Regions from separate parts of the Sus scrofa genome. Here region 1 is linked to region 2. The links are chromatin contacts, called in public Hi-C maps. All regions are on one chromosome and are shown on one strand. The core of a region is the stretch at or near the end of the contact, and the rest is flanking DNA. Distances in the headings are between cores, read along the strand shown. Region 1 overlaps PLPP3 (phospholipid phosphatase 3). Region 2 holds the start of PLPP3 (phospholipid phosphatase 3).

What was found. A called contact is a pair of places that touch in the nucleus more often than the background predicts.
Region 1: a Hi-C map of liver shows a contact between it and region 2, with 2.4 times the contacts expected there. The contact joins the enhancer-like site here to the promoter of PLPP3 in region 2. A contact is called at or near these places in 1 of 5 promoter capture datasets (skeletal muscle), 7 of 47 Hi-C or Micro-C datasets (liver, psoas muscle, retroperitoneal adipose tissue and 1 more) and 2 of 2 datasets of contacts at active chromatin or transcription factors (alveolar macrophages and skeletal muscle).

What each region holds. Positions count from the first base shown.
Region 1 is chr6:155,871,533-155,874,232 of Sscrofa11.1, reverse strand. The region is part of intron 4 of PLPP3 (phospholipid phosphatase 3); the gene reads right to left. Among named protein-coding and RNA genes, the nearest start is that of PLPP3, 72 kb to the right of the region's middle. Within about 2 kb of position 1,357, at least 22 of the 83 cell types and tissues checked have an H3K27ac peak or open chromatin away from gene starts, as enhancers often do. A contact at or near this core is called in alveolar macrophages and liver, where this site is marked.
Region 2 is chr6:155,799,465-155,802,164 of Sscrofa11.1, reverse strand. It overlaps PLPP3 (phospholipid phosphatase 3), which reads right to left and starts at 1,325. Exons shown (of 6, transcript XM_003127971.6): 1 at 558-1,325. The coding sequence starts at 696.

The DNA of each region.
Region 1 (2,700 bases), core at 108-2,607, 72 kb before region 2:
ATTTTGCCAGTTTGTAGCCCAGCTCACATGAGCTGCTCTCTCCAGGCCAGAGGCCAGGGCATCACCAGGATGGGTCAGGAGCTCCTGGAATGCCCTGCTCCCCTGGGGATGCTCTGGGGGTCAGGAGAGTCAAACCTCCCGCCCCCAAGGGTGCAATGTGCTGTCCTAGAACAAACAGGAAGGAATCTTTCCCAGAATCAAAACTCCTGCAGGGGCTTCACCAAAGCCCCAGGTACTCTGAAAAGCATGGTTAAAAAAGGGTGAGCAGGAGTTCCTGTCATGACTCAGTGGTTAACGAACCTGACTAGTAACCATGAGGTTTCAGGTTCGATCCCTGGTATTGCTCAGTGGGTTAAGGATCTAGTGTTGCCGTGAGCTGTGGGTGGCTTGGATCCAGCATTGCTGTGGCTGTGGTGTAGGCCGGTAGCTACAGCTCCGATTTGACCCCTAGCTTGGGAGCCTCCATATGCTGCCAGTTCAACCCTAAAAAGACAAAACACACACACACACACACACACACACACACACAGAAAGGGGTGAGCAGAGCTGGACAAAATCAGAAAGCCTCAATCACGCTGACCTCTCATGGGGGTCAGCAGCCCTGAGCTCCTGTCCTCTTTGGGTCTTACCTCCCCATCAGTATGAAGGCCTCTGGGCCCAGAGAATCCACTTCCTAAGCATCAGTGTGATGCTGCTGTAGAAAGTGTCTAACTTGCCATCAGAGAAACTGGGTTGGAATCTTCTCTCTGTTACACACTAGCTGTCTGAACCTGGCCAAGGCATTCTGCTTCTCTGAGTTTCTGCTTTCTCCTCTATGACATAAGCAGATTCGTTCACTTTAAAAAAAAAAAAAAAAAAAAAGTGGGAGTTCCTGCTGTGACTCAACAGAAACAAATCTGACTAGCATCCATGGGGTCGCAGGTTCGATCCCTGGCCTCACTCAGTAGGTTGAGGATGCAGCGCTGCCGTGAGCTGTGGTGTAGGTCGCAGACACGGCTCAGATCCCACGTTGCTGTGGCTGTGGCTGTGGCATAGGCTGGCAGCTACAGCTCCAATTAGACCCCAAGTCTGGGAGCCTCTATATGTTGTAGATGCAGCCCTAAAAAGACAAAACAAAAAAACTGCTGTGAGCATCCATTCTGTTCAAAACTGAATGAAAGACACAGGCATGGAGAATATAAGCTCCTTCACCAGAAAAGAATAATCTTTCAGTCCCTTTCTGGGACTAAGTTTTTCTTCCAATTGCTAAATAGAACTGCTGGGTGGCAGACATGGAGATTGCACCAGAAGGGTGTGTGTCTGTTCCCCGCCCCCGGGGGTGAAAGTCCCTGGCACCCAGAATTCACTCCAGTGAGCAGTCCCTTCTCCTTCCTGGTCCGAGCTTCAAAACTGGGGTCCTATGGGATTCCAACAAAACCTCCTTAGAAAGGTCTGAGTTCCAGCTGGCTCCTCCTCCTCGTCCTCCTCCCCCTCCCCCTTGGGGCTGAACCAGCAGGTCAGACGGGGGTGAGCCTCCCTGGTTCTAGCTAAGTCATTTGGGCTTCATTACACGATTTGCATACTGGTGAAACAGGTCTGTACTGTCCTCTGGCTTCATTTCCATTGCTCTTGGGAGCTCTGGGCTAAGACTGAGAAGGAGGCTTTTGTCCTTCCTCTGTCCCCGCCCGCTCTCCTCCTGGAAGTCTACCCAGATCGCTGATACCCACCAGGAGAAACTTTCTCCCTTCTCCCATCTCCTCCATGGTTCACACTTGGCTCTGGTTCACATGCCTGGTGACTGACTCGACACTGGGAAGTTATTCCACTACTTTAGGGACCAAGAGGAGTCTGGAGTTGATTTTTCTCCTTTAAAAGGAATCGGGTCTTGTTTTCTGTCACTATCAGGGGAGAAAAAGAATGGCTGGTTTGCTGAGCATTAAGACACCGAGCAAGGTGCCTGAAAATACATCATCGGCAATTGTCACAACCATCCTGCTTATTTTACAGATGGAGAGATCAAGGACAAAAGAGGCCATGCTCCCTGCTCAAGGTAACAACGGGCCATGATCTACATTGAGTAAAATTTGCCTTTTATTTATTTTTTCTTGTTATGGCTGCACCAGCTGCACATGGAAGTTCCCGGGCTAGGGGTCAAATCCGAGCTGCAGCTGCTGATCTATGCCACAGCCACATCAGCGCCAGATCCGAGCCACATCTATGACATATGCTGCAGCTTGAGGCAATGCTGGCTCTCTAACCCACTAAGCAAGGCCAGGGATCAAACCTGCACCCTCGTGGACACTATGTTGGGTTCTTAACCCACTGAGGCACAACAGGAACTCCCAGATTTGCCTTTTTAAAGTCCATGTTCTAACCACAGAAATCAACTGGCTTCCGTAAGGAATTAGTGCCAGCTATTGGTCTTTCACATTGGACTTTTGTCTCTGGAGAAAAGAAGCAATTTGAGGGGACTACACACTGTCATGGACTAAAGGGCAACCTGAATGGGACATTTGGAACGGTGGCCTCCTCTAACTCATCTGTCACACACTTTTACAATACCCATGTCAGAAATACAGGTGTACAGCTTTGGGAAGAGTTAGAGAAGAGTCTGTGACCTGATCTCAAGCTCAGGAGAGCATGCTAACTGACTGCTTTGCAGCTATCTATTTTCCAGCCTTTCTTCACAAAATGTGAGCTCTCTTGGTGTCTCCAGGTGCT
Region 2 (2,700 bases), core at 76-2,575:
GTAGACAGCACCCTCCCAACCCCTGGAGGGCGTTCACGAGAGCAACAAGTGAAGAGGCCGGCTTGCAAGTCCTGGGCCGAGGCAGCCCGGCGGAAAGGCTGGATGTTTACGTTCGGCCCTGGGAAGGCAGCGCTCTCCAGGCAAGAGCCCGGCGCTCCAGGAGATCCGTTTTACTCGATGGAAGGCAACCAGCTTTACGCCGGCTCTGGCTCCTGGTTCCACCGACTTCCCCTCCCTCTCCTAAGAGGACAAGCCCTCACCTTTCGTGGGGTTCTGCCTGCGTTTCCAACTGCAGGCAGCTTTTTAGATTGAGTGTCCAAGTGGCCCGCGAAAGCCTAGAGCACGCTCGACACTCCTTTACAGGCCGGGGAGGCGGCAGGATCGGGGAGGGCGGGAACCCGGGAGCGGGGAAAAGCCTGCGGGGCCCCCGGGACGGGCAGCACGGCGCGGCCGGGAGACGGGGCCCCGCGCAGGAGCGAGCGCCGAGCTTCGCGCGCAGCCCCGGGCCGGGCTGGGACGGGCGCTGAGGGCCGGGGGGACAGAGGGGCTGGGCTCACCCATGAAGAGGCAGAAGAGGTCCAGGCAGATGAGCAGCACCCGCTTGCTGCCGCCCTTCCTCGGGTTGTTATTGAGCGCCGGGCTGCCGCCGTTCTTGCTCTCCGCGACGATAGCCTTGTCGTACTTGTAGTTTTGCATGGCGCTGGCCAAGACGCCCCACGACTGCAGCCACACACCCAGACGCCGGGGTCGCCTCCCGACCGAGGCTTCTCCGGGCGCGGCGGGAGAGTGCGGCCCCGCTGCCCCGCTTCCAAGGGCAGGCGGTGGTGCTTTCTGCTCCCTGGTGCTCCTCCGCTTTTCCTGTCTCAACCCCGAATCGTTCGAAAGTCCAAGGGGAAGAGAGTCAACTCCCGAGCAGAAACTTCTGCAGCGCTGCGTTGCTCCGGACGCGCGGAGCTGGCGTGTCCGTGCGCAAAGCAGCGAGGGGGCAGCGCGGGCGCTCGGCCACCTTCCTCCGCAGCTGGTTGCTTAATGAATGGGAGCTGCGCGGAGCCCAGCCACCTCGGAGCGCTGCCCCAACTCCTACTTTCCTCCTCCTCCTGCTGCTGCTGCTGCTGCTGCTGCTGCTGCTGCTGCCGCCGCCGCCGCCGCTGTGATCGCCTGGGTTTGTTTTCGGCACTTTTATTTCATGAGGTCCTTTAAAAAAGAGAGAGAGGCAAAGAGAGGGACCTCCTTACTTGGCTCAGAAGGGATTCCGAAAGCACAGCCCCTTCCTTAAGCAGCCTAAGACGTAGGATAATTAAGGCCACATTTTCCCCCACCCCCTTCCAAAAAAAAAAAAAAAAAAAAATCCTAAAAGGAAAAGTTACTTTCAAACCAGAGAATCCGGGAGCCCCTAGCGTTCAAAAACACTAAATTGTCACAAAACGAGAAAAAAAAAATGTAAATAAAAAGAAACAGCCTTGGATCAGGCAAACGTTGAGGCTGTACAGCTAAAAAAGCGTTTCTCCTCTTTTATCCTCCTTTACATATTTGGGGCTTTCAAGTCTTTGTTTTGATTTGAATCGTTTCCTCCTGAAAATACTCAAATAAATTGTTGGGGGGGGTTTGTTTTGTTTGTTTGTTTGTTTATTTTTTGAGATCTGAACACTCAGCACTGGATACTGGGCTAGATTCTGAGGCTCCGAACAGGAAAAGGACTGCACTGGCTCTGGGACTAGATCCTGTGGCTTGGAATCCTGGCTGTGGCTCGGTGCCTCTGTTTCCCCATCTGTAAGCTGGAGATAATAACTTTCTCCTAAATAGAGTAATTATGAAGATGTCATTAGCTAATCCATAGACGCGCCTGGAACCGTGCTAGGTACATAGGAAATGCTGTGTAGGTGTTAACCTTTACTTTATTCCTTGTAGTTCCCAGCCCTCCAAATCCCTGCCAGTTCGGCTGGCCCCCAGCCTGCTTGTATCAGTATTGAGTGTTGGGGGCAGCTGTCCAGGGAAGCAGGAGAGCTCTCCCAGAGCTAGCATATCTCTAGCTTGGGGGGCAATCTAACGCTTTGCAGTAGAGGCTGTCATGTGCTTTCACAGTCTTCTATGTGAATTAATTCTCCCCCAGACAGAGCATAAACATTTCCAAGGCAAGGACCTTTCCTTCTATCTTCCATCATGTTCTAGATCATGATTTTTTTTACTGACTTGTTATAGGGTTCAGTATCCCTAGATCCAGCCACTTGGCCTTTCTCCAATAGTCCTTTCCCACTCCACACCCTGGCCTCTGCCTCCCTCTGTCTCTGCACATCCATCCCTTCTCTAACTACCAAAATGCTTTTCTTGCTTTAGAATCCTCTGAAATAGCACCTTCTCTCTGGGCCCTTTCTTGATCCCCGGACAGAATTAACTTCACCTTCAGCACTTGGTTTGCAGCACTCTTGTAGTACCTATTACAGTCTGATTTGGTGTTATAGTTAGTAAAGATGAGTCCGCTCTATAGATTATCAGCTCCAAACCCTCTCCCCAGTACCGCACACAGAGTTTGGTGCCTGCTGAATGAAGCTCAAGTCAGACTGCGTAGAACAAGTGGGCTGGTAAAGGAAGGCAAAATTGCTGTCTTCTGGAAGCAAGAGTAACTGAATCTCTAAGACAGCTCTGGATGAAGCTAGGGTACCTAGCTGCCCATCAGACACAGCATTCTCCTTTCAAATAGCA